7 separate regions of the Mus musculus genome follow, and all the other regions are linked to region 2. Evidence: chromatin contacts called from public ChIA-PET and HiChIP or PLAC-seq data. All regions are on one chromosome and are shown on one strand. The core of a region is the stretch at or near the end of the contact, and the rest is flanking DNA. Distances in the headings are between cores, read along the strand shown.

Region 1 (3,606 bases), core at 895-3,394, 380 kb after region 2:
ATAGGAGAGGACAAAGGGGCCTGATACCTGTGTCCTCAGTTGTCTTTTGAGTTTTGTTTTGGTTGGCTGATTTTGGGTTTGTTTGTTTTGGTTTATTTTTTTTGTTTTTGGTTTGATTTGGGTTTGGTTTGGTTTGGTTTGTTGTTGTTGTTTGCTTTTGTTTGTTTTTGCATTGGTTTTGTTTGGTTGACTTTGTTTCATTTTGGTTTTGGTTTGGTTTGGTTGTTGTTTGGTTTTTGGTTTGTTGTGGTTTTGGTTTGGTTTGGTCAGTGTAACATAGAGTAGGGTCACTTGACAGGAGGGAATCTCAAGCATGGTAATAGCAACACCACCAGTGATTTTTCTCCATCAGGCGTGCCAGCAAGCTGCACCACTCTGTGGCTCCTGTGTCAGCTCCCACCTCCAGGTTTCTGCCCTGTGTGAGTTCCTACCTTGGCTTGCCTCAGTGCTGGGCTGCAACCTGTGAGCTATGAAACCCTTCCCACGGTGTTTTCAGCTTCGGTGGTTATCTCAGCACGGAGAACAAACTGGGACAGTACCAGGGCTGGAAAAACATGGTTGGAAGGATTCCAGAGGAGACACAGCCGCTGCTGGCGTGCCACCCAGTGGGGTCACAGTGAATGAGAAGCACCTGGCTTCTCCAGCGTGCATCCAGAGCCTCCCTCGGCCTCAGCCTATCAGGACGCAGCTGGCAATGCTGAGAAATGTCGTCTCTACAAATGATGGAGAGCAAAGATCTGGCTCTCGGGTTAGATACACTTGAGCAGAGCTTCAGTGCTCACGGTTATAACACAGAGAAGAAAACTAAGCCCAGGTTCCCATGGATCAGAACCCATTCCGCCTAAAACGCTGATCCCAGGGCCAAGGGCCCAGCTCAGTGTGACTTACTGCGTTCTCATGTGAAGTGAATTAGGTTGACCCGAACCTTGGCCTGGTTCTGCAGTTGATAATGGGGCCAGGCAAATGTGCTACAAAGCATGGACCTTTATCACATGCACCCTAAACCTAACCCAAATAGCTTCTTACATCATCTCCGGGGCCCGGCAACGAGGTCCACCCCGGTGTGCATGGACACTGATGTCCGGGACGGCTCTTCGAGGTGGCAGAGAGCTGGGGAAGCATTTTCCACCTTCATCCTCCAATCTAAAGTCCTGCCCCACTGCCTCCCCTCGAATGCGGCAGGAAGAATCCCCCTTTGTTAAGATTCCCTTTCTCTGTGTGCCTGCACATGCGCGTTTGTGTGAGCGGGCGCAGACTCCCGCGAGGAGCTTGGAGGACGCCATAAGCATCAGTACTAGCTCCCATTGTCTTTGAGACAGCATCACTTGGTGCCCACTGCTGCAAATGCAGGCTAGGAGAACCACCGCTCTCTAGAGATCCCCCTGTTTCTGCCTTCGATCCACTCACAGAAGTGCTGGGATTACAGACACTTGGACTTCACGTCCATCTGTCCAATCCACCTTCACTTAGGTTCTGAGGGTCTTCACACTTGCTTGAAAACACTCTACCCACTGAGTCATCTGGACTCCAGTCCCTCCCCGCACCCCCACCCCCTTTTATAGATTCTTTGTCCAAGATTCCGGCTGAAGATTGCCTGGGCCTCCCACCTCAGCAGCCTTGCCAGGAGGAGGCTGTTCCAACCACACTGCTCAGCCCCCGGGGAGGAAAAGGGCGCACTGAGCTCCCTGCAATTCCACCAGCGAGAATCAAGCCAAGAAGTCATTGTTGAAGGTATTCTCTTACTCATGTCCTGTTCTTTTCCTTGGGATAAATCCTCTTGTAATGGAATTATTAGGACAGACGATATGCAACACACCCGGGGCAGGCTTTGATATGAGCCAATTACGGACTGATAAGACTGCTCTTCGGCCTTGCCTTTCCTAACTCTCTGGTGCACGGCCGCACCACCAGGGGCCTTGGGATGAATCAGTCACCAGACCAGATAAACAAGCCCTTCCGCTGCTGGTGCCTTGTCTGCACCCAAGAAAGGAACCTCCCTTGGATCTCGCCCAGGTCCTGGAATTCCTCAGCACCCGACTAGGCACCTTTGTACCCCTGCCCCCACGAGCCCAGGTCTTACTCTGCTCTCCTCTCCCCGCCCTGGGCTGGGCGGGGCCAGCTGCCAAAGCGGCAAGACTTCACACACACCCCAGCCTCTGTGCAGGGGTCCAGAGCCGAGGCCCGAAGGGGCCCTGGAGGGACCCAATGAAGACACTACTGACCATCCTGACGGTGGGATCCCTGGCCGGTAAGTACCTCTCGACCTGTCCTCAGATCCTCCTACCCCAGCAGCTAGGGAGCACAGTTGCCTATTCCTGCCCCATGAGTCTCTTAGCAGCCAGTTTCATTTTCTTCCCGGCTGGCACTGGACTGGGTGGCAAGTTTTCCTGGAGATGGAGATGACCTGGTCCAGGTAGCTGGAGAGAAGAGAGTACCCCAGACCTGGCTTCCTAAAGGGTCTCAGTTGACCTTCAAGTATGCAGACATTGATTGACCAGCTGTCTGAACTCAGGGTGCTGAGTAGGTAGAGTCTTGGCCTCAGGGGTGCCGCTTCATGCTCTGTTTATCATTCAAGAGGGGACAACAGGCTAGATAAAGCTGGTGTCAGGCTACTGTCTCCATCCATGTCTCCTCACGCCCCTCTGGCTGGATCAGTAAAAAACAGGTCTCTCCAGCAGCCGCCAGAAGGCTGCAATAAGTCACTAGAGTGTCCGTGCAAATGCGACTAAGGACTATGGCTGTCAGGTCTCATCAAATAAACTTTGGGGTTCATACCTGTGAGACATGAGACAGGGGCTTGATCTGTTCTCCTGAATGGAATCCAGGGCTTCTCTCTCAGGAGGCAGGGCTGAGGCATGTTGGAAGGAAATGGTCCAGCCATCTCATGGACCTTCTTGCTTAGTAGTGCATAATACGGTCCCTAAAGACACACACTTGCAGCCAGGTGGTCTTTAATCCCAGCGCTCAGGAGGCAGAGGCAGGTAGATGTCAGCCTGGTCTACAGAGGGAGTAGCCAGGACAGGGATAGAGAAACCCTATCTTGAAAAACAAGAGAGACAGAGACAGAGAGAGATCGCAAGAGCACTGCTCTGGCTCCTATTGCCCAAACAGTGTGTATGCATCCTTAGCATCGGCAAAGCTTCTTTCCAGCCCTTGGCAGACTGCGAAGATTAGATGCAGTCCCCAAATTCTCTGAAGCATCTTCTTTTACATCCCAGGGTGGAGCCATGGATCTCCTGACCCATTAAGATGGAGGGAAAAGGGGGCAGAAAGGAGCCCTGTGGTGCAGAACCCTAGCCTTAGCCACAGACACAGGCTCCGGCCCCAGCTCTCTGGCTGGCTCCAGGTCACTGTAGATGGTGCGTTTCTCCTTAGCTCCTAGGGCAGCTGATACATTGTTTTTCCACACAGATGTGAAACTTGTCTTTTATAAAGCCGCCAGACAGCCAGACTCCCCACCACAGGTCTCCTTTTCCAGGTTTCACAATGTAGACTTTCAACCAGGAAGTGTAGGGACAACACAGGCGGGGAAGTGGACAGATTTAAAGAGGGAAAAAGAGGAGGAGGGAGAAGAAGGCTGATTAATGCCCTAAGCTAGGAGAGGCT
Region 2 (4,039 bases), core at 289-2,788:
TCAATCTCCTTTCCACTAGAAATAACTGACAAGCCTGGCCAGGGTGCAAGTCTTCATTCAACCCCAGCATTCGGGAGGCAGAGGCACACAGATCTCTGAGTTCAAGGCTAGCCTGGCCTACAGACTACAGAGTTCCAGGATGGCCAAGGCTACACACATAAACCACTTCCTGAAAAGGCAAAACAAAAACTGAAGGGGGTGGGGGGAGAAAAAGAGACAATTGACAAGTGAAAGAAACCTTCGACTGTTTTTAAGTGTTAACTTCGGTGCCATAAGAAATGAGTACTGACTACAAAGGTTAAGTGCCTAGTTTGTAGTGCAAGTATCTGAGGTGCTGGAGATAGACCCCAGTGTCTTGTTCATACTAGGCAAGCTCTCATGAACCACATACAAGAAGCACCTTTATTATCTCCCTCCTCCTTCCCCCGCCTTCCAATTTTTTCTTTAAAAATGCACACAAACTGTAAACTATATGCTTGATTCAGAGAATGCAAAACTCTAAGCAGTGGTATGACAGAGAGCTGGTATCTGGATTTTTACCAAGCTGTCTTACAAGGTTCTACTCTGCATTACAAGAATCAGCGATTCCTAAAGGGTTTGTTGCTACTTTTAATCCCACAAGTGTACGTTCCCATACATCTAGATCTCGACCTGTAGCTACTTTCCTTCCAAAGTGGACCTAATAAACTGCCTTACTGTGTGGGATCTATGTACCACCTCCAAGGTAACGTCCCCTGCCTGGACATGGGCCGCTGGGAAAGGGTGCTAGCGAAGAGCGGGAAGCGCGACGGAGTCACAACCGTAATCTGTCTCCACCCTCGCACACACCGTTCACTCCAAAAGCCTCCGATTCAAATGTTCCAACTACAAATTATCTAAGCTCCCCTCCCCGAAGAGCTATCAAATTGGGCGGGAGCGCTCACGAACTCTGACCCTGCGCCGCCGGGAAAGCTTAAGACCCAGAGGGTGGACGCTGTACGTCGGGGTTTGGGGGGGGGGCACCCATTTTCTCCAAAGCTGCCACTAAAAAAAAAAAATAATAAGGCCCCTTTCCTCAAACACCTCTCAGGACGGAGCCCCAAACCATACAACCGGTACCCCGCAGCCGCCCCGGGCTTCCCACCGGCCTCCCCCTAAAGACTTCCTCCTTGAGGCTCCGCTAGGCCCCGAGCCCGGGCGGCCGGCGCGGCGCCCGGCCTACAGGGCCTCGCCAGGCGGCCGGTGAGGTTCGGCTCCAGCCCATTCCCGCCGCCATTTTCCGGCCACCGCCACCGCCGCGTAGGGGGGGACGATCCCGGAGGAGGAGACTGCGCAGGGGCGCACCGGTCTCGGCCGCAACGCCGAGGCCGGGGGACGCTGCCCACGAACCCCCTCGGGGTCTCTAAGGCCTTCCTCCGCGGGCCGTCCTGTCCGGGATTTTGAGCGCCTCCCCCTCGGGTCTTACAAACAAGCCTCTCGCCTCTCCCCGGATCCCCGCGCTCGGACTTACGCGGAAGAATCCCGCGTCCATCTTGCCGCCTCGCTCGGAGATCGCTCCCTATCCCAGCGTGCACCGCGCCGCCGCGACGGAGGGCGGGACCGGCAGAAGGGAGCCCAGCGCCGGGAGGCTGCGCGCGCCGCTACACCCGCCCCGCTCCGGCGGGCCTGCGGCTGCGCCTGCTCAGTGCGCCACGAGAACGACGCGCATGCGCAAGCGCACCAGGGCGGCAGCCTTTCGCTAGGAGGGGAGGCGAGCTGGGCGACTGGAACCAATGGAAAGAGGAGGGAGAATCTTTGGGTCGCCCAACCCTACCGATCTTTTTTTTTTTTTTTTTTTTGTGGCGCATGATCAGCGGTGTTCGCGCGACTTGAGTTGATCCTTCCTTTGATCCGTAGTGGGAGGATGTGGGGAGTTGAAGGGAGATGGGGGGCGGGGGGGAAGCCTCAGTCCTGGGGTGCATGGGTAGTCATAAAAGAGAATGCTTGCTTAGGGGCGGCCCGATACGCCAGTTGTTGTCATTGTGAAAGTTGAGCTAGGAGTGGGTTTTGGGAGGTTGCCGGCGGGGTTGAGCCTGCAGCGTCAGCTCGTATGAAGCCCGCGTGTTCGCCGGATGTGCGTCGCATCTGGCTTGTTCTTGAGGTGTCCATTGGATACCTTTCTGTGCTTCTGCTGCGAAACCACGCCGAAGGGCAGGAAGTGGAAGAGGGCCAAAACCGGCCCTTTAATGTGCTCACCAAGCGCTTTCTCTCCAGAAAAGTTTCTCTGGGGCCACTTTGTAACATTCCATCTTTCACAGACACGCGCACCTCTAATGCTTTTTCATGGAAAAGTCGGGAAGTGGGCATGTCTGCCCTAGGAGTGCTAGTGTAGAAACCCGAATGTCTCCAGGCATTTTTTTTTTTTTTCTTTTCCTGGCTTTCCTACTTAAAGGGGGTTGACTTTCCCATTTGAACGCCCACAGACCAGATATGACTAGGTTCGTCTCGTCCATCAAAATCATCAAATGAATCGAAATAGCAGGGAAATCAGAGAGGCTGTCTTTGAGCCTTCTCTGTCTCTGTAGATGGCAGTAGCTTTCCTTTTGTTTAGGACAATCTTGCTGTTGAGAGTCCTCTTTCCTGCACACCCCACTCCCAAGCCCTCAGGAAACACACATGCCACTATGATGGAGGCCCAAGGTCCCTTATCTGAGTTGAACTCCTGCACTAGTTCTGTCACAGATAGCCCTGTTCCTGACCTTGCCACCCAGCATCCATTCTGAAGGAGGCCCGGATGCTGAACGATGCTGTTGAAAACCCTAGGTATCTCTGTGAGTTCAAGGCCAGTCTGGTCTACAGAGTGAGTTCCAGGACAGCCAAGGCTACATAAAGAAACCCCATTAAGTACAAAGAAAGGACGTTAAAGAAAGAAAGAAAACCATGGGCACTTGTCTGCTGAAAAGTCTCCAGTGGTTCCTCACATTTTTTTTCCCCTCCAAAAGTCAAAATTGCCCTTTCCTTGATCCCTTGTGCCTCAACCTCACTCCCTGAATTTCCTGCTGCCCAAGGTTTGTACCGGTCTCTGAGCTTCATGAAACCTCTGACTGAGATAGGCAACAGCAAGGTTACTTGGTAATCCTCAAATTCTACTCAAGTGTCCCCCAGGAAAAAGGCTCACGCACCCTCCACCCCCAGCTTTTATCACCTGAATTTAGGGGGTTTTGTTGTTGTTATGTTTTGTTTTGTTTTTTCACTTATCCTCAACCTTTGTTTCTCACAATGAATTGTGCCCTCTGGTCAAATCTTGACTTCTGCTTCTCTTAATATTTAATAGTGGGTGTGGTGGGTCAAGCCTGAAATCCCAGCACCTGGGAGGCAGAGGATGTCTGAGGATTCTGAGTATAAAGAAAAACCCTGGGCTGGAGACATGGCTCAGTGGTTAAGAGCACTGACTGTTCTTCCAGAGGTCCTGAGTTCAAATCCCAGCAACCACATGGTGGCTCACAACCATCTATAATGGGATCCAATGTTCTCTTCTGGTGTGTCTGAAGACAGTGACAGTGTACTCATATAAATACAATAAATAAATCTTTTTTTTTTTTTTTCCGAGACAGGGTTTCTCTGTGTAGCCCTGGCTGTCCTGGAACTCACTCTGTAGACCAGGATGGCCTTGAACTCAGAAATCCACCTGCCTCTGCCTCCCAAGTGCTGGGATTAAAGGCAGGCACCACCACTGCCTGGCAAATAAATAAAATAAAACAAAACAAAACAAAACAAAACAAAACAGAAACCCCATGATGGTTCAGGCCTTTAACCCTGGCACTAAGGAAATAGGAAATCTATGAGTTCCAGAACAGCCGGAGCTACTCAGTAATACCTTGTTCCAAATGTGTAGCCCTGGCTGTCCTAGAATTCTCTCTGTAGACCAAGCTGGCCTTGAACTCACAGATTACAAGCTAAAAAACTGCCAACCCCCGTTAATGTCTCCTGCATGCTGGAATAAAAGGTGTGTACCACCACTATCTGGCTTAGATGTGTTTTTTAAAATATTATTTATTTTTATGTATATGGGTCTGTTACC
Region 3 (3,959 bases), core at 645-3,144, 310 kb after region 2:
CAATACGCCAGAGGACCCACCCCACCCAAATCCCATAACTGCAGGATCCACGGCTCGGAGGGACCCACGGATCGGTGGATTACGGCAGACTTACTCAGTGAGCTAGGTGCTCTCCCCACCTTCTGGAATAGAACATATCTCAGCCGTTGTTCTGAGACTCTGAGATCTGACATGGAGCAAGCTCTCATTCCACAGACTTATTATGTTGTTATAAAGTCAACCCTGAGCTGGCTCTGCCCTTTCTAGAATATTCTGTATCCCATCATTTCAAAGCTAGCTCAGGTACACGCTAGGCCCACCATGAGCCATCTTATTATCAAAAACAAAGCGAGAGCACCAGCTGCTGTGGTGAACATCTATAATGCCAGCGCTGGGGACGTGGGGTGGGGTGGGGGAGGATACTGAGGTTGAGACTAGCCTGGGCTACACAACAAGATCATCTCAAAAAAAAAAATAAGATAAATAATTCTTTTTTTTTTTTTGGTGACAGGGTTTCTCTGTGTAGCCCTGGCTGTCCTGGAACTCACTTTGTAGACCAGGCTGGCCTTGAACTCAGAAATCCGCCTGCCTCTGCCTCCCAAGTGCTGGGATTAAAGGCATGTGCCACCAACGCCCAGCCAAGATACACAATTCTAAGGCCATGTACATTTGGAAAACTGCAGGTGCTGGGAAATTGGGAAGTCTATTTACCACTAAAGGTTCTGAGAAGGCCTGCAGCATAGGGACTTGATTGAGCCCAAGATCCTAGGCTGCCAAATCTATGACCACAGGCGTCTCATGGCCCTAGTGGGTTGCTTTGCAGCTGGGTAACTGTGAATGCAGAGTTACTTCCAAAACATACTTTGGAAATATCTGTTCAAATCTAAAATATAATGATAGAGGTGTCTCTGTGTGTGTCCTTGTGTGAGCACGCACACATGTATGTGTGTGTGTGTGTCTGTGTGTACATGAGTTTGTGTGTGCATGTTTGTATGTGTATGTGTGCCTGCACATGTATGTATGTATGTGCATATATATGTGGGTGTGTACATGTGTACGCACATGTGCTTATATGTGTGTGTATGTGTGCATGCACATGTGTATGTGTGTATATATATGTGTGTGTGTGCACATGAGTGTGTGCATTATGTGTGTGTACGCACATGTATGTATGTGTATATATGTGTGGGTCTGTGTATGTTTACACACATGTGTGTACGTGTGTGTGCATGTATGTATGTCTGACTCATGCATGGGGAGGGAATTACCCACAAAGAGGAGCCCAATGCTATGAGCAAGGACTTGAGAGCCCTTCTGCCCCGCATTAGTATCTAGAAGTCGTTCACTCTTATGCTCATTTTCTCAGGGTCCTCTCTTCCTCTTGCTTCACAGAGGATAGGGCGAGCAGGGTGGTAGGGTCAATCTGAGAGGGCTTCCTGGAAGGAGTGTGGAGCTGACTGAGGAGGAGGAGGAGCATCCTGTGGCAGGGAGGAGGGCAGGGGTGAGCATGCCACACCCTCAGGACACTTGGCTCTTTGCACACTGTCAAAGCCAGCTGTTGGCTCTCTGCCCTGGCTTCCAGGTCTACAAACCTCTCCTGAGTCAGCTCTGGGTTCCAGCTGGGGAGGGGTCAGGCTCTTTCCTGCTTAGGGACCAGCGCCATCGTCAGGGCTACAAAGCTCTTCTCTCTTCCTCCAGGGTAGGGACTGCAGTGGGAGAGACAAGCTACAGTCAGCACAGTTGGGCTACTAAGGACTGTGTGCCTATAGTCACTTCCCCTAAGGAAAAGGCAGCCAACCCAGAACACAGAGACAGGGAGGGAACCCCCAGGGCAGGAACCTGACTCAGGCTTTCTCAGGTTCCTCTAGAGATCCCCTTGGCCAATCAGAGGAGTGAGGGGGGAAGGAAGTGGGTGCTACCACAGAGGTGGGAGAGGCTCTGAGCAGGTGCTGGCCAGCTCCATGGCCCAGCCCAGAGCTGGGAGCGGCTGGGTGCCTCCTTTCCACCCTCTCAGCTGACAGGGCAGGGCTACAGAGCATGCAGGGACCTGGGACCGAAACTAAGCAGTGTGTTCACCAGGGACCCTCTCCCAGGTGGGGACGCCAGACAGCTTTCAGCAACCCTGGAGCCTGCCCCGCCCAGGACTCAACCTCTAGAAACCAGACCAATATCCCAATATCCCCCTCGTGAAGCAATGACAGAGGGAGAGAGAGAAGGCCACGAGGACCGTCAGGGGGATCTTTACACAGAGTGCTTTTCTCTGTCCGTGTCTCAGCTCGGTGCTAGAATTACAGCAGAGACCCAGACTAGATTTGTCTTCTTAAAGGCTGGGGCCTTGGCCAAGTCCCTGCACCCCTGTATACCTCAGTGGTCTCCACTGACAGAAGGTTTCTTCCTCTCTTCAAGGTTTCTTCCTTTCTTCTTCCACCTGGTTCTTCAAGGACAAGCTGACTCAGCCTTGGCTGGAGGGATGAGACACCTGACGAGAAGCAGGTGCACGGTTGCCACAGACCCACAAGTGGCAGCAGCTGCTTTGCGAAGTCCCTATGTGGGGACCCTCAGCCTGCATCACACCCTAGTCTCCGTGTGTTCGGCTAACCCATCCTCTACCCCACCCACACTCTCACCTCCCACCTCCCATCCCCCACCCCCCACACCCATCAAAGGGGTCCCCAGCTCCAGAGCTGGAGAACGTCTAAGAGCAAATAAAACAGACCTTGGGCCCATTACAAAGGTTCTGACTCAAGGCTGGGCCAAAGATCTGTGGTCAAACGTGTATTGTGGATGCCTGGGTTCAGTCTCCAGCACAGACAAAAAGATGGGGGGGGGGTCACTGGGGCAAAGTGGAACACAGACACTAAATTTTTGCTTGTTTTTCAAACTTCTAGGACACAGACACTATTTTGTTTGTTGGTTTGTTTGTCAAACCATTATGAGCCTTTCCCATCCCACCTCCCCACACCCAGTGCTAGGAGTGGAACCCAGGGCCTTATGCATATGAGGCACCCCCCCTGTTACTGAGCCCCACCCCTAGCCTGTCAGAGTCCTAAAAGTAAAGTGACCGCTACAGCCAGAATAATCGTTTCTCTGTGTCTATTGGTGGAGAGTTCGCACAGAGAGTGTAGGGGTCAGACGACAACCTTGGCCGTTGTCCTCAGGGGCCTTCTACCTTTTGAGACTGTGTCTCTCATTGACCTGGAACTTCAGAGGCCAGGCTAGCTAGTCCTCAACCTTCTGTGGACCCATCTGCTGGTGTGTGTGTGTGTGTGTGTGTGTGTGTGTGTGTACGCATGCGCACATGCAGGTGTGGGAAGTCACAGGACACTGTCAGGAGTCAATTCTCTCCTATCTTTACACGGTTTCTGAGGCTCAAATGCAGGCTGTCAGGTTTGCTTGGCAAATGCTGTTAGGTGCTGAGGCATTTCACTGCGTGTACACACACACACACACACACACACACACACACACACACACACACCATATTGGCATTTTACCTGAATCCTGGGAATCTAATCTCATGTCCTTACAGTTGCTGGGCAAGGACTTTACATCTGAGCCATCTCCTGTCCTGGCTGGAATTGTTTTATTTTATTTTAAAGATTTATTTATTTTATGTGTTTGTGTTTATGTATGTGCCTATACATTTGTGTATATGTATATGTATGTTTGTGTATGTGTCTGTGTTTGAGTGTGTTTGTATATGTGTATGTTTATGTTTGTGTATGTGTATATGTATGTTTGTATATGTGTATGTATATGTGCATGTGTGAATGCCTGGATGTATGTGTATGTACTGTGTGTGTCTGCCTGGTGCCCACACAGGCCAGAAGATGGCATCGGAAACGCTGGAAATAGACTTACAGGCAGTTTTGAGCTGTCATGTGGGTGCTGGGAACTGAGCTCAGGTCCTCTGCCAAAGCTGCCAGTGAGTGCTCTTCACCACTGAATTAACAGAATCATTTCTCCAGCTTCCAGATTTT
Region 4 (3,565 bases), core at 412-2,911, 350 kb before region 2:
TCAATCCCTCGAAAACTGGCGATTTTTTCTTGAGAACAATTTCATCATTACTTTCAGTTATGCAGAAAAGACTAAAATAAGAAGAAGAGGGAGTGGTAAGATGGAAGCATCCAGAAGGGTGAAGTCATGGTGACGTGGGCCCTCTTGGCTGGGTGATTCTGCAGTTTCTGAGCGTGTCACTAGGCTGAGTGAAAAGTTGGACCCCGAAGCCGTCCACACCCCACCCCTTGGAACCTGGATGTTTCCTTACACAAGAGAATTTGAAGAGGTGATTAATACCCTGTGATAGATCATTCTAGATTATCTGGGCGACTTGGGGTAATCACATGGGGTAATTCGTAGAAGGAGCGGATATGAATAAGGGGAACTGGGGGCAACCAGTGGAAGGAAGACTTGTTGGTGTTTGCTGGGTTTGAGTTTGGAGAGGTGAAGCCGTGAGTGTGAGTGGCCTCCAAAGCCAGGGAAGACGCTGGAAAGCGTCCTCCAGTAAAGGTCACGGTCCTCCTGGCAGCGTGATCTTAGCCCTGCGAGGCCGTGTTAGTTATTGTGTTTGTCTGTGTGACTCCAAGTCAAGGGAGGAGGCTTTATTTCGGCTTGTGATTTCCTGGGGCACAGACCATCGTGTCGGGGAAGGAAGGCATCACGGCAGAAACAGCCCTCAGCTGTGGTTCAGCGAGCTTGCTCACATCTAGCTGCATCAAGGTAGGTCAGGAAGTAGAGAGGGACTAGGAAGTGGCTTGGGTTATAAAGCTCAAGACCCGCCCCTCAGTGATCCACTTCCTCCAGCTAAACTCCACTTCCTGAAGGCTTCACAACCTCTTAAAGCAGTGCCGGTGGACAAAATGTTCAAACACGAGTCTATGGATATTTCCCATTCAAATCGTAACAGACTCACTTCAGATTTGGACCTCCAGAACACACGCTCCCCCCTCCCCCTCCCCCTCCCCCTCCCCCTTCCCGCCTGCCTCTCCCCTCCCCCGCCCCTTCCGTGTGTGTGTGTGTGTGTGTGTGTGTGTGTGTGTGTGTGTGTGTGTGAGAGAGAGAGAGAGAGAGAGAGAGAGAGAGACAGTAGCAAGATGGAGCTAATCCAGTGGCCTAAAACACTGCATTGTTAGAAGATATAAAAAGAAGGTTGAGGCTGGGATTAGCTCAGTCAGTAGAGTTCTTGCCTCCCATGGTGCAAAGCCAGGGCGGGTTCAATCCTCAGCATGGTGTGAACCAGGCCTGGTGGTTCTCTCCTGTGATCCCAGTAGTACTCAGAGGTGGAGGCAGGAGGATGAGAAGTTCAAGTACACCATGAGTTTGAGGTCCGTCTGGGATACACTGGACCCTGTTGAGTGAGTGAGGGGCGGCTGCAGGTGTCATTTTATATCATCCTGCAGTGTGAGTCTTGCTTCCATCAAATGCAGTTAAGGAGTCAGAGCCGCCCTCCCTTTCCCTCTATAGTGACAACAAGGAGAAAAATGATGGAGACAGATGTCCCAGGACTGTCAGATGATTCAGAAAGCACTTGCAGGCAAACGACAGCACCACAGACTTGAATTAATGAAGATGTCGAAACCAGCCACAGGAGTGGAGTCTCAGCCGGTGAGTGTTCACAGTACAACGTCCCAGATGAATTGTTCTCAGACTCGAGATTGAACGAGTAAACAAAATTTCAGGGGAAATGTGTTATTCTCGCCTGCTTAGTCACCCTGCGCCGTTCTGGGCCAAGAGCCTAGGTGTTCCGTTATTCTGGCTCATGGGTAAGCAGCAGTCTTTAAGTTTGAGTGCCAACTTGTACTTAATTGAGTTTGTAATTCAATTACCCTCAGCTCCTAAGTGGACACAGACAAAGATGGGTGTTCTTGCTAGTGGCTGGGGACGGGGGGGGGGGGGGGGACAGGGAGCTGAAACAGAAATCAGGGAATGTTGTCTGGGTTGCTGCTTGTAATTGGTGTTTGCAAGTCTAAAAATAGAACTCTTTTGCAATCTTGGAGCAGAGATGACTGCCTTTCTTCCCCAAACCAAATTACGAATCATTAGAGATTTCAGAAAATGGAGCTGGGGAGATGGCTCAGGGTTCAGGAGCAAGTGCTGCTCCTAGAAGATAGGGGTCCATTCCTAGTTCTGTGTATCACAGGTAGACATTGAGGGCTCCCAACCATCCATGACTCCAGTTCCAGGGGATCCTCTTCTGACGTCCATGGGCACTGCACACACGCGGTACACAAACATACATACAGACAAATCACCTATAGAGCTAACATAAAAATAAATTAAAAACAAAACAAAACAAAAAAACCAAACCTCTTCAGTGTTAGAACTTGGCTTTGTGAGTGTGTGAAGAAAATGAGAAACGAGAAGGTCAACTCTGGGAGATGCGCTTTGGATCCGAATCCAGATTCGCGAGCCTATGTCCGTGGTTCTGTGTGGAAACTGTTGAAAATTTAGTCGTATATAGACAGTGGTACCCATTTCAAGCATGCATACCTTTAAAACTGGAAATCTGGGTTAAAATGTTTACAATGATTCTGTTTAAGGTTGTGTAAGAAGAGCTGATGAAGTTGGCCCTCACTCCCTTTATTCTTTGTGTGGATTTATGTCCCTGTGTGCGTACATCAGGGACAGATGCTGAGTGACCTCACTAAGCTGTTTCGTGTCTCGGCGCAGGCTGATGTTGAGTGCCCCCGGAAGCTGCTCTTCACCCTGTTTGAGATACAGTCTCTCACCGAACCCTGAGCTGGCTGACTGTCTCAAGCAATAGAATTGGACATATTAATGGGAAAATGGGTAAGGTGATAGATATTATGGTAACTAATAGATTATGAAGAAGAATCAACTGAAGAGGGGAGGGGATGAGGGTGTCCTTGCGTACCCTAAGAGCTCATTACTTACCCTATGGAGAGACTCTACCAGGTACTATATGGGAGAGGCAGGTAGCTGGTTGGTCCCCAGGGTTCTGCTTCAAGGCTGTGCACTCTTCAAAGAGAGGTGCTGTTCATTTGCAAAACAGCTCCTGGTGCAGCACAAAACCTGGCAGAGCTTTGGTGACCCCCAGAGCAGGGACCCTGTATTTAGGGCTGCGTGTCACCAGTGCCCTGACAGAAGCTCAGCGTCCACCTACTGGTTGCAGTGCTTTGGATTAAACCCACACAGCTCCAGAATACGCAGGTAGCTGTGTAAAGAAGCAGAGCCCCCAAGGCCTTCTCTTTCTGCAGCTGACACCTTTTATCCTGGTCACAGGCATGGCAGCTGGTGTGTGGTGAAGGTTCTTCAGTGTCAATAGAAGGAACTTGGCCTGGTGTCCAGATCTGTTGAAGCAATCTGTCGTTGTTCTTTGGTACCCATGGGGCAAGGACTCCAGCAGGTATCAGAATCTGAGGATGCTTGTATCTTTTCTGTAATGAGATTCAGCAGTTGCACAGAACCCTTGGATGTTCCTTAGATGGTCTGTGATTTCTTAGGAGATCCAAGGACACACATGCTGTGTAAATAATCATTGCACCATCTTGTTTTAGGAACAGGAGAAAGGTCTCACACAGAGACAGCTTTATTATCATGTGTGTCGGGGACAGGGGGGTAG
Region 5 (4,078 bases), core at 515-3,014, 330 kb before region 2:
AGTAATTATCGGGTGCCTGCCCTATGTTCAGGGCCACACAGACAGAGAGTGAGGAGTGTGGTGTGACCTGCAGGTGGTGGAAGATGGGCTCCTAGCAGAAGTGACATTTGAGGGACCCCACCACACCTTTCCCCACCCCCACACCAGCATGTGAAGAGATGAGCTCAGAGAAGTGGGGGAAGGGATGCCCCTGGCATGGGACTGAGGACTGCCCCAGAGAGATCTCTCCACAGTTCCAGGCCAACCTGGAAATAGATGAAGGCCCTGGGGGATCCCAGGGGCTCCAGAGCCCAAGGTGGCTGCTTTTCTGCCTTTTTTTGAGAGGAGGAACAGGGTAAGGCGCTAAAGAAAGCATAAATTTGGGACTATAGAGTTCCGAGTCCTGGTTTTGTCCTGGACTTGTGTGACCAAGAACCAGGCTCCTCTCCTCAGGTGGTCTGAGTTTACCAACTGAGGATGGACCACAGAACTCTGTGTGAATGACATGTGGTGAGGAAGGGAAGACACAGAGCAGGGTCACACAGAACCACCCCCTCCTCCCCGCCCTCCCCAGTTAGTAGGAGACAGTGTGGCCCAGTGCGGGGATCATGCCAGTGTGTGCTTCCTCTAGGAGGGGAAATGGAAAACTTGCAGTAAAGACTGTTGGACAGTAGGGGGCGCCAGCCGAATGACCAGCGGTCGGTTCCAGGAAGGTGGAAGTAGTTGGTCTGGAGTTGGCTTATGATGGTTGGTGGCTGCAGGAAGTCTGACTTCCGAACAGGCTTTAATGCGGACTCTTACCCAAAACTCATCTCAGTTCACTGTGTTGACCACTGTTCTTCAGCTTGGAGAACTGAGGATTGACGGTTTTTTACATTTTAATCAGCTAGTTTGTTACAAAAGTAAACTGCTTTTGCCTTGAATGTTTGTTTTGCTTGGTACACAGTGTTAAGACAAATTCTGAGGTATGGATTTGACTCCACAGCAAAGGATCCTAAGATTCATTAGTAATGTCTGTCAGGGTGAAGCCATGGAGGGCACAGCAGGCGTGTCCGGTATCTGCCACCTCTCTTTAAAGCAGTTTCATTACTGGACAGAATTGTCTATCGATGCAGAGATGCTGGGTTGATTTGGGTACGGTCTCCCTGCAAGACCATGTCAGAACAAGGAGCCTACTTGTTGATTCGTCATGGCTGTGAGCATGAAGAAGTTGCCTCTCTAGACCCTGCAAACCTGTGTTCACATTTACAGCCAGCATAGCTCACAATGAAAGAAGGACATTCAGTATAGAACCACCCAGGGTTGTTCTGTGATACTGGACAGGCTGGTGGGTATTGAGGGCAGGCTGGATCACCCCAGAACCTGGCATAGGGGCAGAGCAGCAGGCTTGGGCAGAGCTCAGGCGTGACCAAGGCTTCTGAGCTGAAGAACACTGGTGGCGTCCATGGTGTTGCACACTTGACAAGGTCCTGTTGGCTGCAGGTCTGCTCGTGGAAGAGAGTACGCTACCTGTGAGGGCACCTGGAAGGATCTGAACCAGAAGTCCCAGGTCAGGCCTTTTTGTGGGGAGCTGGGGGACAAGTGTGGCAACAGCAAAGAGCCAAGCCTCCATGAGGCCAGAGTTAGGGAGCAGGGTCAGCTAGCTCTTGTGGGCAGAGTCCCCAACAAAGGGCTCACATGTTCTGCTCTGACTAAAAATAACTGGTGCTTATTGCAGATGATCTAGGAGATGCAATGAAAGATAAAAGCTAAAGCTGCAAACAGCCCACAGACACCTCATTATACAGACAGTGTCTCTCAGCATGAGTCACATCTCAAGTCAGACACAAAGTGACATTGTGCTACAGTGTTGGCCATGAAACTCGGGGCTTTACCCATGCTAGGCAGGCCCCTATTTCCACACACGGTCTCATTGATTTGCCCAGACTGGCCTTGGATTTGCTCTGCAGCCCTTGACTTTCCAATCCCCCTGCCTCAGCTTCCTAAGTAGCTGGAACAACAGTCCTGAATCCCTGGTTAGCCTTATAGTTTTGAATTTTCCTTCCTCCAGTGGCGTTCAAGAAATGGCAGGTGACCGCTTCATGACAGGTGCTTGCTAGCATTTGTTAAAATGCAGATCTTGCCTCTACCTCCACTGACTGAGCCTCAGGACCACCCCCCCCCCCCGCCCCCACCTGAGCTGGGCCAGAGATCAGAGGGGTTTGGACAGGGAGGAGACAAAAGAATGCTCTCTGAGTTTGTCACCAACTTGGGGTTGCTGACAAAAGGGGCCACAGTTCTCTTTGTCTCCCACTTGGTAGAGGAGCTCTGGACCAGTAGGCAACGAGTAGCGCCTCTTCCTCCCTCTCCTCCTCCTCCCTCTCTTCCTTCCCTCTTCCTTCTCCTCTTCCTCTGCCTCTTCCTCTTTGTCCTCCCCCTCCTTCTATTCCTCCTCCTCCTCTTCTTCCTTCCTTCCTGGTGAGGCGTCTCTGGTGAGTTCCTGGAAAGGGCACACTCAGGCTGCATGACAGCTGTCCTCAGGCCTCTTGGGGACCTGAGAGGATGGAGGCCCCTGAGCTGCTGTCCACACCATGTTGGGCATTCACTCAGCCCACACTGGTTTTCTCTACAAACCTTTCTTGGCAACACAGAGACCAAATATGGTTTAGAAGAAATGGCAGGTCCAAGAAGGTGAAGAGTTGGGTTGGAGAGAATCAGGACTCCCCGCTGGACCCCCATCTTCATGCTTTATGAACTTCCAAAGAGGCCTTACAGCAGCCATTGTAGTAGAGAGCTGGTGGGGTGGGTGGGGCGGGGTGTGGGGTGGGGCAGGGCAGTGCTCACAGCAGCCATAGTCACAGCTGGTGAAATGGGGTAGGGTGGGGTGGGGCTCTATAGCATTTCAAAAAGAGGAGTAGGAGCTGCTTAAGTGACTCAGCAACTAGGGATGCTTGCTGCCGTCCCAGAGGACAAGTCTGATTCCCAGCACCCATGCCCGGTGGCTCACAACGCTAACTCCAGGATCTTATGCCATCCTCTGGACTCTACGTGCCCACACACAGAATTTAAAAAATTGTTTAGAAAGAGGAACAGTGGAATTCTGGGAAACCACTGACTAGCTATGAGGAGTCTTAGAGCATTCCAGATCAGACCAAAGCAACTGGAAAGGCAACAGTTTCCCTTTGGATAGGTCAGCAGGCTGTGTAGCCAGAACAGGTGGGTCAAATTAGCTAAACCTCCCCAGCCTTCTGCCCAGCGCCTCTCCCTCCTTCCCAAACCAGAAAGCCTTAGTGAGCTCGTTTGTTCCAGTCCCTCCAGCTACCTCTCCTTCCTCTCCTCTCTGGGCCCCATGGCTCCTGCTCCTTCCTGGAGTTGTTCTCTTGCTGGTGGCTGAGCTGGGGGTCCTCACTCCTCCAGCCCCAGCTGAGACCCCAGGGAGCAGGCACACTGTGAGTGATTCTGTCAGCCCATGTCCTATCGGCCTGTGCTCTAAGGGGTGGGTGAGGACTCGGGACAGCTGACCTGGAGGAGAAGGGTGGTCATATGGAAGGCATGACACTGGGCAGGTTTTGTTCTGAAGGGCAGACACAGGACCCCCAGCAGAAGCTAGCATGCCCATTTTTCTGCTTACTCTAGCTTCTTTGCTTTTCTGGCTTTTTGTTTGTTTGGTGTATTTTTGCGGCAGGGTTTTGTGTAGTTCATGGTGGCCTCATTGGGTCGCTTTGTAGCTCAAGATGACCCTAACTTCTGATCCCCCTGCATCCATCTCCCCAGTGCTGACATTATAGGCATGCCCCTCATCCCATATGCATGTATGCATTTCCCTCACCCCCTATATGTATGTGTGTATGCAGCACTTGGGAGCCACCAGGGCCCCACACATGCTAAGCACACTCTACCAACATCTTCAGCCCTAAAAGTCACATTTCCAAGTCCATCTGTCTGTCAGCTCAGTGTTGGCTAGTTGAGTATATCCGTGGCCCTGTCTTCACATCTGGAATTCAGACCTGATAACTGAAGCATCAGCCGCCATTTTGGAACACGAAGTTACCTATAGCAAAGATGAAGCCATGTACTGAGGCTGGCAAAGGAGAAAGAAATAAGAAACAGAGATGCGGCA
Region 6 (3,960 bases), core at 493-2,992, 410 kb before region 2:
AAAGTGCTGGCATCAAAAATCTGTTCCGGTTGGTCCCTGTCATCTCTGTTTTCCTGGTACCGCGCCATGCTTTGTAGCGTGGCTCTTATGCGTCTCCATCCTGACAAAACCCCAGCAGCGGCCAAGCTGGGAGTCCAAGTTATCTGCTGTGGGTGGCTGTGTGTTCCTTTATTTGGTGAGCGCTGGTGTTAGGGACCTGGATCTTGGCGGGAACAGACAGGCAGTGGGTAATCGCACTTTGGCAGAATATAGTTTCCCTTCCTTTTTTAAAAATTTGGTATGTGCATGAAGTGTGTGTGTGTGTGTGTGTGTGTAGAGGCCCAAAGTTGATGTTGAGTGTTTCCCTCCATTCCTCCACCATCTCTTTCATTGAGGCAGAGTCTCTCAGTCAGTCAAGCCTAGAGCCCACAGTTAGGGCTAGTCTCTGTACCAGCTTACTCCAGAGATGCCCTACCTCCTGGCTTCAGGGGCTGGAGTTACAGGCAGCCTGCTGGGTTTACTGAGCATTTTATCTTCATGCTGGGGTGCCCAACTTACTGTCCTCCACTTCCGTGACAATGACTTTTATTGCTGATGTGTCTTCCCCAACCCCTCCATCTTGTCTTTTGAGACAGGGTCTCTCATTTGGCCTGGAACTCACCAATTACACTGGGTTGGTCTGCCATCGAGCCCCGGGGAGCTCCTGCCTCTGCCTCCACAGCACTGCTGGGGGTTTAAGCACAAACACATGCCACCGTGCCCAGCTTTCAAATATGGATCCTAGGGCTCAGGTCCCATGCTTGTATGGCAAACACATCCCTGACGGAGCTATCTCCCCAGGCCCTCTCCCCAGCCCTTTTTGAGGCACTGTCTTGTTATGTAGCCTGTGATCTTCTTGTCTAAGCCCCACGAGGCCTCATAGATCAGAATGCAGTGTTCAGAGGGAAACGTCAAAGTACTCTGAAGGGAATTTTGGTTGCACAGTGGAAACCAGGTACAGACTCAGGCCAATGCAGGTTGTAACTTGAAAATGATATCCTGATAATTTCATTCATCCATAGATAGGTTTTCAGGTACCCTAGGCTGGTCTTGAACTCCCTCTGTAGGTGAAGATGACCTTGAATTCCTGGTCTCCTTGCCTCCACCTCTGGAACGCTGAGATTCCACCACCACCACTACCACACCCAGTTTAGGCAATGTGTGGATCTTGCTCATGGCTTCCTTCATGCTAAGCAAGCTAACCTTACCAATTGAGCTGCATCCCCAGGCTACGACCTTGGTTTTAAAAAAGAGCCTTTTGCTTTCCTGCCCTCTGAGGCAGACATTTGCAGTCACGGGCCAGCAGGGTACACCAGGTCAGGGGTGGGTTGCTGGCAGGAGCTGAAGGGGCAGGGTGTACATTTGTTTTTTAGAAGAGGTACCAGCATCTGGTGATGGGAGACTGGCCAGAGAGCGATGCCAGCAGCAGTTTGCTTCTATTTAGATATTTAAGATGTTTTTCTCCCTGGTGGAAAATAGTCTGTTTCTGGTTTAAGTTGATTTAAAATCACTGCCATGTTATTGTAAATAACGTGACACCTCGTTTCTTTCAAGGAGCTTGGAGTTCTGTGGTGGAATCCCAAGTATACAGACGACAGATTGGCCTTAAGAACGGATTCTTCTCCGGGACAAAAAGATGTGTGGGTTGTGTTGTTTTGGATACACTTCAGAAAGCAAGGGATTGTTGGAGGAGGTGCTGCCCTCATATGTCCACTAGGTGGCAGCAGATATTTAGGTTTTCGGCGGGCACACATCCCTGCGGTTTTCTGTGTGGACCTCTGACTGTTAGGCTTCATTCGGGATTTGTTAGAAGCAGGAGTTCTCTGGCTCGCTCCATCCAGACCCCGCGGGGCAGATGCTCTGCGCACGGGGACCTGAAATCTGGACAATTTGCTGCTCCCACAGATTTCGAGAGAGTTTGAAGCCTTCCTGTGATCAGGGGTCACGTGCTGTGACTAGGAGACACTGAAAGATGTCCCTGTCTCAAGTATTTCTGTTCTAGATCTTTCCTCGTGTCTAAAATGACCCCAGTGAATCATGACATGAAGTTTATGTAGAGAAAGCCCTAGTTGTTAAAGAAAGTGACTCCTAATCCAGTAGATTCATGGAAGCAGAGAGTCTTGGGCCAAATCCGGCACATGGCTTGTTTCTATAAATAGAGTTTTATTGGGACAGGATCAGGCTCATTTGCATGTTATCTACAGCTGCTTTTCATGAGTGGTTTGATGGATGGTGGCCTGCAATGGCTGTTCCGTTACGTTTGGCTCTCTATAAAGCAAACATGTACAGATTTAGGACTACGGCTATAGTATTGGCTGGAGGTGGGGTGCATTGGGATGGAGCTACAGACAGAGATTAAGATGTTTACACCTCAAAGGCGTGGTGGCGCACGCCTTTAATCCCAGCACTCGGGAGGCAGAGGCAGGCAGATTTCTGAGTTCGAGGCCAGCCTGGTCTACAAAGTGAGTTCCAGGACAGCTAGGGCTACACAGAGAAACACTGTCTCGGGAAAAAAAAAGATGTTTACACCTGCCCATCATAACTGCTTTCTTAATCATGACCAACTAAGATAATGCTTATTGGAATTATAATTCACATTTATTTAAAATTATATTTAAATTTATATTTAAAATTATATATTTTTAAATTTTAAATTTTAAATTTTATATATTTTTAATTTTAAATAAAGTATATTTATATTTTATTATATATATTTATATTTTATATATTATATATACAATTATATTTTTATATAATTATAAAATTATATTTAAATTTAAAAATTATAATTCACATTTATTTAAAAATTCCAGGTGGTGGTGGCACCACACTCCTTTAATCCCAGCACTTGGGAGGCAGAGGCATCAGATTTCAGAGTTTGAGGCCAGCCTGGTCTACAGAGTGAGTTTCAGGACAGCCAGGGCTGCACAGAGAAACCCTGTCTCGAAAAAGCAAATTAAAAAAATAAACAAAATTGCAAGCCCCGAGGATTCTAGTCTGTCCATGGGGGCTGTGGGGACCGGAAGGAGAGCATAGTGGTGCATGCCTACAATTCTAGCACTTGGAGAGAGGCTGAGGCAGGCCAGCCTGGGCTACACAATAAAAGCAGGTCTCAAAAAAAAAAAAATCATCTGTTTTCTGTGAAAGGACTTGAGGCAAGGCTACAGATTCAAAGTGCAGAGAAAAAAGATTTTGCCAATAAAATGTGATAGGCCACATTTGGCAAAGGTTTTTTTTGCAATTGTTTCTAGTGTGTGCATAATATGTGTGTGTGTGTGGTTACATGCATGTGCCACTCAGTATGATATTAATTAATTAATTTATATATTTATATGTGGTTGGTTCTCCTTTTCTTTCTTAAAAAAAAAGATTTATTTATTTATTTATATGTAAGTACACTTTAGCTGTCTTCAGACACTCCAGAAGAGGGTGTCAGATTTCATTACAGATGGTTGTGAGCCACCATGTGGTTGCTGGGATTTGAACTCAGGACCTTTGGAAGAGCAGTCAGTGCTCTTAACCACTGAGCCATCTTACCAGCCCCTGGTTTTCTTTCTTTCTTTCTTTCTTTCTTTCTTTCTTTCTTTCTTTCTTTCTTTCTTTCTTTCTTTCTTTCTTTCTTTTTCGAGACAGGGTTTCTCTGTGTAGCCCTGGCTGTCCTGGAACTCACTTGAACTCAGAAATCCACCTGCCTCTGCCTTCCAAGTGCTGGGATTAAAGGTGCATGCCACCACCGCCCTGCTGGTTTTCTTAAAGATTTATTTGTTTGTTTATTTTCTGTGTGTTCCCCACATGTATGTCTATGTGAGGATGTTGGATCCCCTGGAATTGGAGTTACACACAGTTGTGGGCTGTCACGTGGGTGCTGGGAATTGAACCCAGGATCCCTGGAAGAGCAGCCAGAGCTCCTGAACCACTGAGCCATCTCTCTAGTCCTATGAC
Region 7 (3,644 bases), core at 335-2,834, 300 kb before region 2:
CTTTCTGTTCACAGAGGAAGCAACTAAGGCACAGAGAGGGGAAGGGACTTGCTCGAGGTAACACAGAAGAAAAGAACCCGAGGTTCCAGGTGTCTGGATCTAGGCATCTCCCCTGAAGATTCTATGTCTTTAGGAGTCACATACAAGCTGCAAACTGACCACGGACTCTGTCCTTCACATTGGGAGAAAGAGAAAGCCCTGCAAATTGGTCACTGTGGGAGGCTGTGCCACCACTTGTGGTGCTTTGGGTCAGAATGGCCCTCATAGGTTTATCTATTTGAATGCTTAGTCGCCAGGAAGTGGCACTACTTGAGAAGGATTAGAAGGATTAGGAGGCGTGGCCTTGTTGAAGTAGGTGTGGCCCCGCTGGAGAAAGTGTATCACTGGAGGTGGGCTTTTAAGGTTCCCAAAGCTCAGGCCAGGCCCAGTCTCTCTTTGTCTGTGGGTCAGAGAGAGGGAGCAGCCATTCCCCAAAACACCTTGCAGTTGGCAGAGACAGGATTTGAACCCACGACTATCTGATCTCACAGATCTCACAGCCACGTCTGCCTGTGTGCTGCCATGCTCCCCACCAGGACGATAACGGGCTAAACCTCTGAAACTAAGCCAGCCCCCAAGGAAATGCTTTCCTTTCTAAGAGTTGCCTTGGTCCTGGTGTCCCTTGGTCCCTGCAGCCAAACAGTGACTAAGACAGTGTTCCTGCTTGCCCAAGCGGGGCTGAGTGTCTGAGCGTTCACGCGATGCTTGGCAACTGTTGAATGATGACAAAGTTCGAGACGTTTAAAACCATGCTGACACGCAGAGCAAACGGTAGGCTGCACTCGGCGATGCTCGGGCACAGTGGGTAGGATGTGGGAGGAAGTGAGAACTCAGAGTGGGTTTGGGCCTTGAGACAAGCTGGTGACTAATGGTGATCTTTATTCCTTCATTTCTTCACCCCTTTCTCAGGCCAGCACAGTGGTAACTATCCTTGTCATTTCCATTCTGGCTGACTTCCTCAACATCCCTCAGACCAGCCTAGGGATCATATGGTTTTCTAAAGAATGCAGACACTAACTAGGCCCCCAGCCTCTTCCTAGACAAGCATCCAAGGTTACCTGATCCCTGTAGAATCTGTTTCAGACAGACCCAGCCACTAGACCTGGGCCCAATCCTACCCCGTGAGTTAAAATTGGATCAGATTGTCGTGGGTTCAAATCCTGTCTCTACCAACTGCAAGGTGTGTTTTGGGGAATGGCTGCTCGCCCTCTCTGAGCCCCAGAAAGAGACCTTGCAGATACATTGTGGCTCCCTTCTCTCTTCATACATAGGACTGCTTCCTGCAAATCTGGGACACTATTAAGGGGACTCACAGCCTGGGCTGTAAATTCAGGAGCACCCTCAAAGCAGCCTTCAGACAGCAGTTGCAGGCTGTCCCCGGGTCGATGCTGCCCCGCCCGCCTCACCTCCGTGGTGTTGATTCTGTAGTATGTTTGCCGAGGGGAATCCACTAGGACCCCCAGTGACAGTTTACTAAGGGCTCTGCCCTCCCCAGTCTGACTTCCTCATTCCTTACCAACATTTCCTGGTGTGGTTGCCTGACCGAAAGTGAGCGTTTAGCTTGGAGCTGCTTCTGGGGGAGGCTCTCAGGGATCTTGAGTTGCTCACTTGTCAAATGGGTGTGGGGAGCATGGCTTAGGCAGAAGTTGGAGGCAAACAGGTCATGTCAAGTAGGCCACACAGCAGCTTAGCACGCGGCTGGCCTTCCTTGGCAGGCTCAAACTTCTGTTCCTATACAGGCAGTGGGAACGTCAGCTACCGTCTAACCCCCAGCGCCGAGGCCCAAGGCCAGAGCACCTCACAGTCTTAGAACTTGGGATTGACTTGAGGATTCAGAACCAGAGAGAAGGAGGCTGCAGTCTCTGTGGGGATGGAGGAAGGCTGGCTACAGAGGCTCTGCTTCCAGGGAACCCATCAGCACTGCCCAGAGCACAGGGCTGTTTGTGGAAACGGCGCCCAGGCCAGCTGCCACTGGGCAGACATAGGGAGCGGTGAGAGCAGAGATGATGTCCCAGAGGCCACCTAGCCTCCAGGATTGGTCTGAGAGTTCTGACCTGTGGAGCAGGGTTGAACTGAGCACACGGGGTTTTGGGGTGCTGGTTGGAAGGCTGGGTTCCTCTGTCATCCCCAGATAGTCAAGTGCAAGTGTTGAGCCTGTGCGGCCTCTGGGGGCTGTGGGAGGGGTGAAGTCCCCTGGGGTTCCTGAGCCAGAGCCTTAGACCAAGCACCTCCTGTCTGAAGCTTACATTTCCCCCTCACCATGGAGCCGGAGCAGCGCCAGGCTCCTAGGGCATTACAGCATCATTAAGTAAACTTGGCCAGAGAATAACTAAGCTTGATCAGTGTCTCTCACAGCCAGGCCTCTGACTGCCTCATCCCTCCCTGGCTCTGACTTCTTGTCCAACCCTGCCCCTGCCTGGAAGCTGGGATTCAGATCGAAACCTCATATGGATTCAGGCCTGTGGCTGCAGCCGCCACTGCCAAGGCTGCTACTGTTTGCAGGGAGAAAGTACCTGGGGTGCTTTCTAATGTGTGAAAGGTAAGGTTCCTGCAGGGTCTCCCAAAGCCTAGGGTCAGCATGGCACCTGTCTTACTGCTAGGGAGCCTGTGCAGCACATACCACAGACAGACAGACAGACAGGCAGGCAGGCAGGCAGGCAGGCAGACGGACAGACGCATACCCCTATAGACATCCACACATATACACACCCATCCATACCACAGACACACGTACACACACATAACACACACACACAGCATAACAATAGATACACATGCTCCACAGACACACAAACACTCTCTCCTCACCTACAAAGTACACACAGACATGTTCCCCCAGACATGAGGCTATCCAGACACCCAGACATGGATCCGACAGACACTGGCATGCGCTCAGGCATGCATCCTAAAGCCCCTCTCGGGCCCCAGCCTGTTATCTCCCAGGGAATCTGTCTTGGGTTTGTGTGATGGTTTGTTTATGCTTGGCCCAGGGAGTGGCACTATTAGGAAGTGTGGCTCTGTTGAAGTAGGTGTGTCACTGTGGGCTTTAAGACCGTCATTCTAGCTGCCTGGAAGTCAGTATTTTGCTAGCAGTCTTCAGATGAAGCTGTAGAACTCTCAGCTTCTCCTTGACCATGCCTGTCTGGATGCTGCCATTCTCCCACCTTGATGATAATGGACTGAACCTCTGAACCTGTAAGCCAGCCCCAATTAAATGATTTCTGTATAAGAGTTGCCTTGGTCATGGTGTCTGTTCACAGCGGTAAAACCCTGTAAAACTAAGACAGTCTGGGCCTTTGCGTTACTGAGAATGACCCAGCCCCATGCTCCACTTGCCCACCCTGACATTCCTAAGTCTGGCCTGAGAAGTATGACCTTTCTTCCCCACTCATCCCTTGGAGGAACCCAGAGGCTTCCAGAATCATCTATACCCAAGGAAGCTGAGCAGGGCAGGGATGTGGGTCGGGAAGATAAGGTTCCCGGTCTGAGCTTGGCTCACCCTAGTCCTGGCCCTAAAACCAAGGCACAGGGGACAGGCGAAGGGCCAGGGAGTCACAAGAAGCAGCGGCTGAGCTACCATGAAGATCCACTTTCCCTGTCCCTAA

The links. ChIA-PET counts read pairs in DNA pulled down with a chosen protein or histone mark. HiChIP or PLAC-seq counts read pairs in DNA pulled down with a chosen protein or histone mark.
Region 1: an H3K4me3 HiChIP or PLAC-seq map of embryonic stem cells shows a contact between it and region 2, with 3 times the contacts expected there. The contact joins the promoter of Il22ra1 here to the promoter of Srrm1 in region 2. A contact is called at or near these places in 2 of 115 datasets of contacts at active chromatin or transcription factors (both in embryonic stem cells) and 1 of 9 other capture datasets (embryonic stem cells).
Region 3: an RNA polymerase II ChIA-PET map of memory CD8 T cells shows a contact between it and region 2, with 10 read pairs. The contact joins the enhancer-like site here to the promoter of Srrm1 in region 2. A contact is called at or near these places in 3 of 39 promoter capture datasets (the 3T3-L1 cell line, embryonic stem cells and pre-B cells), 1 of 15 datasets of contacts at CTCF or cohesin (embryonic stem cells), 14 of 484 Hi-C or Micro-C datasets (the CH12 cell line, the G1E-ER4 cell line, the N1E-115 cell line and 9 more), 21 of 115 datasets of contacts at active chromatin or transcription factors (the 230-238 cell line, T-cell acute lymphoblastic leukemia, Th17 cells and 14 more) and 1 of 9 other capture datasets (pancreatic islet).
Region 4: a contact with region 2 is called in an H3K4me3 HiChIP or PLAC-seq map of bone marrow-derived macrophages, with 5 times the contacts expected there. The contact joins the enhancer-like site here to the promoter of Srrm1 in region 2. A contact is called at or near these places in 1 of 39 promoter capture datasets (liver), 1 of 484 Hi-C or Micro-C datasets (bone marrow-derived macrophages), 18 of 115 datasets of contacts at active chromatin or transcription factors (the 230-238 cell line, the SCID.adh cell line, acute myeloid leukemia and 8 more) and 3 of 9 other capture datasets (adipose tissue, embryonic stem cells and liver).
Region 5: a contact with region 2 is called in an H3K4me3 HiChIP or PLAC-seq map of bone marrow-derived macrophages, with 4 times the contacts expected there. The contact joins the enhancer-like site here to the promoter of Srrm1 in region 2. A contact is called at or near these places in 1 of 15 datasets of contacts at CTCF or cohesin (large pre-B cells), 19 of 115 datasets of contacts at active chromatin or transcription factors (the 230-238 cell line, the SCID.adh cell line, T-cell acute lymphoblastic leukemia and 9 more) and 2 of 9 other capture datasets (adipose tissue and liver).
Region 6: an H3K4me3 HiChIP or PLAC-seq map of bone marrow-derived macrophages shows a contact between it and region 2, with 5 times the contacts expected there. The contact joins the enhancer-like site here to the promoter of Srrm1 in region 2. A contact is called at or near these places in 13 of 39 promoter capture datasets (the 3T3-L1 cell line, the C10 cell line, cranial neural crest and 7 more), 13 of 484 Hi-C or Micro-C datasets (B cells, CD8 T cells, the NIH/3T3 cell line and 7 more), 46 of 115 datasets of contacts at active chromatin or transcription factors (the 230-238 cell line, DN3 thymocytes, the HPC-7 cell line and 30 more) and 2 of 9 other capture datasets (adipose tissue and liver).
Region 7: an H3K4me3 HiChIP or PLAC-seq map of bone marrow-derived macrophages shows a contact between it and region 2, with 3 times the contacts expected there. The contact joins the enhancer-like site here to the promoter of Srrm1 in region 2. A contact is called at or near these places in 4 of 39 promoter capture datasets (embryonic stem cells, liver and pre-B cells), 1 of 15 datasets of contacts at CTCF or cohesin (large pre-B cells), 2 of 484 Hi-C or Micro-C datasets (bone marrow-derived macrophages and neutrophils), 10 of 115 datasets of contacts at active chromatin or transcription factors (the SCID.adh cell line, bone marrow-derived macrophages, double positive thymocytes and 5 more) and 2 of 9 other capture datasets (adipose tissue and liver).

The regions. Positions count from the first base shown.
Region 1 is chr4:135,726,015-135,729,620 of GRCm38.p6, forward strand. It overlaps Il22ra1 (interleukin 22 receptor, alpha 1), which reads left to right and starts at 2,145. Exons shown (of 7, transcript NM_178257.2): 1 at 2,145-2,248. The coding sequence starts at 2,206.
Region 2 is chr4:135,351,608-135,355,646 of GRCm38.p6, forward strand. Srrm1 (serine/arginine repetitive matrix 1) reads right to left here and starts at 1,539. Exons shown (of 18, transcript NM_016799.4): 1 at 1,490-1,539. The coding sequence starts at 1,510.
Region 3 is chr4:135,659,712-135,663,670 of GRCm38.p6, forward strand. No RefSeq gene overlaps it. Among named protein-coding and RNA genes, the nearest start is that of Gm30941, 7.7 kb to the left of the region's middle. Within about 2 kb of position 1,895, at least 69 of the 459 cell types and tissues checked have an H3K27ac peak or open chromatin away from gene starts, as enhancers often do. A contact at or near this core is called in the CH12 cell line, differentiating embryonic stem cells, epiblast stem cells and 2 more, where this site is marked.
Region 4 is chr4:134,997,495-135,001,059 of GRCm38.p6, forward strand. No RefSeq gene overlaps it. Among named protein-coding and RNA genes, the nearest start is that of Gm42327, 52 kb to the right of the region's middle. Within about 2 kb of position 1,662, at least 70 of the 459 cell types and tissues checked have an H3K27ac peak or open chromatin away from gene starts, as enhancers often do. A contact at or near this core is called in acute myeloid leukemia, adipose tissue, bone marrow-derived macrophages and 1 more, where this site is marked.
Region 5 is chr4:135,017,592-135,021,669 of GRCm38.p6, forward strand. No RefSeq gene overlaps it. Among named protein-coding and RNA genes, the nearest start is that of Gm42327, 32 kb to the right of the region's middle. Within about 2 kb of position 1,765, at least 47 of the 459 cell types and tissues checked have an H3K27ac peak or open chromatin away from gene starts, as enhancers often do. A contact at or near this core is called in the SCID.adh cell line, bone marrow-derived macrophages and embryonic stem cells, where this site is marked.
Region 6 is chr4:134,944,384-134,948,343 of GRCm38.p6, forward strand. No RefSeq gene overlaps it. Among named protein-coding and RNA genes, the nearest start is that of Syf2, 15 kb to the left of the region's middle. Within about 2 kb of position 1,743, at least 35 of the 459 cell types and tissues checked have an H3K27ac peak or open chromatin away from gene starts, as enhancers often do. A contact at or near this core is called in B cells, CD8 T cells, the SCID.adh cell line and 6 more, where this site is marked.
Region 7 is chr4:135,052,972-135,056,615 of GRCm38.p6, forward strand. No RefSeq gene overlaps it. Among named protein-coding and RNA genes, the nearest start is that of Gm42327, 3.4 kb to the left of the region's middle. Within about 2 kb of position 1,585, at least 61 of the 459 cell types and tissues checked have an H3K27ac peak or open chromatin away from gene starts, as enhancers often do. A contact at or near this core is called in bone marrow-derived macrophages and neutrophils, where this site is marked.